Linked DNA regions of Drosophila melanogaster: region 1 is linked to region 2. Evidence: chromatin contacts called from public Hi-C data. All regions are on one chromosome and are shown on one strand. The core of a region is the stretch at or near the end of the contact, and the rest is flanking DNA. Distances in the headings are between cores, read along the strand shown. Region 1 holds the start of dikar (dikar,). Region 2 holds the start of D19A.

Region 1 (2,884 bases), core at 13-2,512, 550 kb after region 2:
ATTTATTGCTCACCTAATAATCCAATGAAAGTAGAAACCATTTATGTATGCTTGCTTATTGGAAACGTTGCTCCTCTGCGGGATTTTATAGATGTCAGTAAGAACAATTCCTGGGCCTCTTTAGTAGCTCTCTGGTGTGGAAGTCGGGCTGCGTATATAATATATATGTATATATAACGTATGTGGTCAGGCGTTAACGAATTAGGCTCAAATTACACGACCGAAAGTCAAAAGGCGGCAAAAAGAGCGAGCGCAGAATTCAGACAAAAAAAATGTGTGCAACATGTGTGTGTGTGTTGGGACACTTGGCGGCGATATATACACAAACATCTGGCTTTATCACTTATCAAACATTCCGATGCACGCAAGGGTCTGGGCAGCGCAGGGGATGGGGATGGGAGTGGGAAGGGTCGAGTGGGTGGACGGTAGGTCAAAAGAAAGTACGCGCGCTTATTTTCACGAAGAGAAAATCAAAACAGACAGCCGACAAGCGGCCAAGGCGTGCGTCAAAGCGGGACGGCACCAGTACATTGAGCCAATAGCCGAACCGCTCACTTTTTCACGTTTGCATGCCGTCCCGCTCCCGCGAATGGGCACTACTATTTTGACTACACTGCACTCGATTATTTTGCAATTATAATGTGCAATTTACACGGCTTTTGGGCAGTTGGTTTTTTTCCGCTTTTCACCGCAAATTGCACGCGATGAAAGGTTATGGTGCGCAGATTTAGTTGGCGTACATAGCAGTTTATTTAACTTCCAATTTTGTGGAGCATGCGCGCGGCGGCTGACGACCGACGGCTTTTCTCCGCCTCCGTTTTTTGCCTGCTGGGCAGTGTGTATTTATTTTTATTAATACACGTATATATATTTTTCAGTTACGTGTGAAAATGTCATTTAACTTTAGAGACGCCCATTTCCCAGTCATCTTTTCTTTCTGCTTTTTCCCCCTCAATTTCTTTTTCCACACACACGCACGCACACACTCGGATGCCAGGGCACACACACACATAGTTGTACGCAGAGGGGCTCCATCTGCCATAAAATATTATTAATTATTTCACAACAATAGCAGCACGCACTAAACAGTTCGCTGCGATCGATTGATTGAACGGCATGCCTACCCGTTTCGATCCCGTTAATCTGGCTATCTGCGCAGACAATACGCGATTCGCGTTTTTTTGCGCTCCTGGTTAATTTTATTTTTCTTCAGCGAGCAGCAAACGCGGCGAAGAAATTATCGTGGCTCTCGATAACTAGTGGTGGTCTGAAATTCGTCAACACGCCAGCCATCGATGGTTCACTAGAGATGCGGCACTCGGGGCAAAGTGGCTCTAAACGATAGTTAATATATTTGTTTTGGATTTAAATTGGTAAATCGACTTTATTTCTTCAAAACGGTTCACCTTTCATATTTTTCATATTAAATAGTTTTCAATTGTGTATTTTAGTTTTAAATTTAAAGTATTTAAGTTTGTAAAACATATATTCAATGAAACTTTAAAATCAGATTAATACATTTTTATTTTAAATATGCTTGCTTTTCCACATAAACACAATTCTGCAGATAAGAAAAGTATTTTAAGATAATTTAATTTTAATAAAAAAATAATTTAATAATTTAATAATCTGCTTGCCAATACATGTATTATGTTTTGTTTTGTTTACTATAGAAGTTTGTAAGCATTAATGCGCAATTTACAACATTCCCCGATTCTATCGATAGATCGATTTCCTTCTTCCGGTCGCTTTTCGCTTGCCATTCGCCTCTCCGCTACCCCTCCTTCAACAGTCTTTTTTTCTTGCCTTCCCACCCCTCCTTTGCGAGAGCAGCTGTGAGTCTAACCTAACTTTTCCGCCGTTAACTACATGGCGGCGTGCTAGTGTGTGTTGTTGCTTCACACGCACAAGTGCGGGTGTGTGCGTGCCAGTCACCATGTAGGTCGTCATGTATGTTCTAAAGTAACTACATGGCATAAATCGCGGGTTGGGGGGCTATCAATTAAAGATTAACCAAAATTATGCAAAACCATCCAAAGCTGCAATTCAAGTTGAGCGCGCATGCAATGTTTGCAAAAGTCTGCAAGCTAATTTATACGAATTTCGGCCGAAATTGCATTCTGTTCAACAACGTGCCTCGGGGAGTCCCACCATGTAGGTGCCATCTACATGGCGATTCTAGCCTACATGGCGAGGCATGCGAAACTGGTTTGGGCAAGGGCGACCACGAAATTTGTTGTAAAATAAAGTGGTGCTGGGAAAGCCTCCCCAAGAACAAACAAGTAACGCACTACTGTAATATAATAAAACCCTTATTTTTGTTATACATATAAATTTAGCTGTTCGAAATTAATAAGTTATTTCAAGATCATTGAAATTGCAAATTAATTCAGGAATTAAACCAAATTATTGTGAATTTATTTTTAAACAAATGACTCCATTTCAAATGACTTTCCAAAAACTATAACAACTTTCTCACTTTTCCCATTAATACTCGCTTAAAAAGTCCAAACACCAGTTTCTTGTATTTCATACATAGTAATTTAGTCTTTATTTATAGTTTTAGTTTAGTGTAGTTTTTTAGAGTCAAACGTTTAGATACATAGAATTGAATAACCGATGTAATGTAATGGCGTATTTACAGGTGGTGCCGCAGCTGTGGCAACTGGAGCAGCGCAGGCAGGTGGGGCATGTGCGCATCCGGATCGCGAGCTCGCAGGGCGAGAATCGTTTGGTGCTACGGCTCTATCTTCCGGATCTTCAGTCCACCGCTGGGCCCACGCGGCCCCAAATGAGCGACTCCGGACGAAACGCCCGTCGTCGTTGCGGCCGCCGTGCTCACCAGCTGGGGTATCAGTGCACCGCCATTACTGCTAGCCTCGCC
Region 2 (2,869 bases), core at 8-2,507:
GCGCGGGAAGGTCTTGCCGCAGCCCTCGGCGATGCAGGCGTGAACCTCGGACAGCTCTGTGTGGGCGTGGTCGATGTGAATGCGCAGCCCATTGGCGGTAGTGAAACCTGTAAGGTGGGATTTCATAGAGATCGGATACTTATATTTATACTTAAGCCAGCGTTATACCTTTCTTGCAGGTCTCCACCTTGCATTGGAAGGGCAGCAGGTCGTTGTGGTACTTCATGTGCTCCTCGTAGCGGATGGCCTTCTTGAACTTCTGGTGGCAAATGTGGCAGTCGATGATGCGGTGCAGGTGGCGTTCCTCGATGGGAATGCGCTTCCTCTTCGGCTTGTCGCCCCGCGATGTGCCGTCTTCGGAGTCATCTGATTCGGAGGATGAGTCGCTCAACTCCTCCTCCTCTGGCGGAGGCGGTTTTATCTTTTTGGGCCGTCCCCGGGGCCTCGGCTTGGGTTTGTCTAGGTTGCTAAAACGGTCCTGCTGGGGTCCTGATCCGGTAGCTGGTCCCCTCATGCGCTGGGCCAGCGGAATGTCATCATCGCTGCTATTTGGCTCGAAGTCCAGATCGTGGTCGTTGTCATTGCCGCTCTCGATGGACGAATCGTCGTCGAACATCTTGACGGAAACGTTGCCCCCGTCATCCTCCTCCACCTTGGCCTCCTTCTCCACCTCCTCGGCCTCCTTGTCGACGTGCTCCAGCATCTTGAAGACATCCTCCTCGTTCTCGATTAGCTCCATCTTGTGGTTCAGCAGCGGGTCATAGTTGACGTGGTCCTCTTCCTCGGCCGGGTAGTCCTGCACGGCAACGTTGGGATCGAAGACGTCGAAGCTGCTCTGGCAGGCAAAGACATTGCTGGCCACCAGATCCTGGAACTTTTGCACGGAATCGACGCACTGTTTCTGAAAGTCGTGCAGCTCGTTCAGCTTGGTGTAGCACAGGGTGCACAGGTTCTTCGGGAATCCGTCGTTTTGCTCCACGGACAGGGATGTGCAGAAGCATAGCTTCTTCGAAAGTCCTGGAACCAGATACAAATCGTAGGCGGCGTCGTTCTGCAGGTGGTTCAGACAGATCCTGCACAGGCTGTGGATCGAGTACTGCCTGCCCTCGTTCATCTTGCTTTCAATCGCAATCGGCACTGCGGATCGGGGCGGTTTTCTATAGCTTTTTGCGTCTCTCTCCGGTCAGTAAGCAATAAAATAATATTGACACAGAAAAAATTGTATACTCGTCGACTGGCAATCGGGCGAGTGGGCAATAAGCAAGTACTTCTGCCAGCGAGTTACTCGTCCGAGTGCGTAGTTGTTTTGCGTTTCAGGGCTGGACAATCAATGTTTTTTCTTACCTTCTTATTTGCAATTCTAATTAGGTTGCAATATACAAAAAAAAAAAATATATATATATACAACTAATTTAATTAAATAGATATTGCTTGTATACTTCAAATAGTATTTCAGGGTTTTTTAAAAATATTTTGCAAACTGAGCACCATAGTAACAAAAACGAAACTGAACTTACAATATATAGATAATGGTATGTATATATAGAAAAAATATAAAACAAATTTTTTTGTATTAGTATGTATATATAAACATGTAAAACAAATTGCTTTTAATAATAAGCAACGACATTTGAAAATATACAAACTGGGCATCAAGAAAATTTGATACGAAAATGAACGTACAAGATTTCTGTATCGAAATAAAGTCAAAAATAAATAATAAATAAATGTATTTTAACTAGACGCATGCATGGTCTTGCTAAAAAGCACTTACATTAAAACAAGTTAATATAAAAATAAGAATCCAAGTATGCTGTTTACTTGCCACCCCACTACACCGTAATGGGTTAATGGCATAGCGAAACGGTCAGACTGCCTGTCACACTGGAACAAATTTGTTTAGAAGCTTCGATTGTTATCTGCCCGAGAATTGAGGGAAATGGGCACTATGGAGCTCAAGTACTCCGTCCAATCGCTTTGTCTCACCTGCCTTGTCCACCTGAAGCATGGTGCTGGACACGATCTCTTCGTGGTTCCAGATCTGTTCCAGAAGCTCAGGGCGTGCACTTCGTTTGATGCGGATCAAAACGACGGTTTCCCGAGAAACCTGTGCACCCAATGTTTCACCAAGCTGAACGACCTGCATGACTTCCGCGAACTGTGCGCAGAATCTATTAAACGTCTAAAGGAAATGATGACCAGCCAGAGGAATATGCCCATGGGTGTATTCGAATCTATAGCTGATGATTCTGAGGCACCTGAAAGGCCAGAGGAGCCGGCCAGTTTCGATCCGCTGCTGAATAACAAACTAGAGATGATTGACAACGAGGAGGATGTGTTCAAGTTGCTGGAAAAAGTTGACAAGGAACTAGAGGAGCATTCAAGGGACCAAAGCGAGGAGCACTTCTCCAGTGCAGAGCACAACGGACTGGAGGAGGAGAAAAAGGAGTCGGAAGGGTTCAACAGCGACGATGAGCAGGCCATGGGGCAGCGACGGATTGCGAACGACAAGCGTAAACTGTTTCGCCTTATGAGCTGTTCCATCTGCCAGCAAAAGTTCAAAAAGCAATCAAAGTTCGAGGAGCACATGAAGCACCACAATGACCTGTTGCCGTTTCAGTGTCAGGAGGAAAGCTGCCGAAAGGGCTTCACCACAGCCGGTGCACTGCGTTTGCACGTGGACTATGCGCACTCCAAGAAGGAGGATACGGTTCCCTGCACCGTGGAGGGCTGTCAATTGGTTTTTTCCCGTCTCCGGCTGCTGACCATTCACTTGAAAAAGGTTCACAACCAGGCGAGGGTTATTGCTCCGCGGGGTGAACAGTCTTGCAAGGAATGCGGCGTGGTGTTTCGTTGCCCGGTGGCTATG

The links. Hi-C and Micro-C count contacts between places; a contact is called where the count stands out from the background.
Region 1: a contact with region 2 is called in a Hi-C map of the Kc167 cell line, with 3 times the contacts expected there. A contact is called at or near these places in 44 of 107 Hi-C or Micro-C datasets (the D17-c3 cell line, the Kc167 cell line, the ML-DmBG3-c2 cell line and 22 more) and 2 of 7 datasets of targeted methods (both in the Kc167 cell line).

The regions. Positions count from the first base shown.
Region 1 is chr3L:6,741,902-6,744,785 of dm6, forward strand. It overlaps dikar (dikar,), which reads right to left and starts at 1,263. Exons shown (of 10, transcript NM_001274552.1): 1 at 1,125-1,263; 2 at 14-148. The coding sequence starts at 41. velo (veloren) reads right to left here. Exons shown (of 9, transcript NM_206286.2): 9 at 2,525-2,884. The coding sequence ends at 2,738.
Region 2 is chr3L:6,187,866-6,190,734 of dm6, forward strand. D19A reads right to left here and starts at 1,258. Exons shown (of 2, transcript NM_057956.4): 1 at 169-1,258; 2 at 1-107. The coding sequence starts at 1,114. CG7386 reads left to right here and starts at 1,880. Exons shown (of 2, transcript NM_139779.3): 1 at 1,880-2,869. The coding sequence starts at 1,949.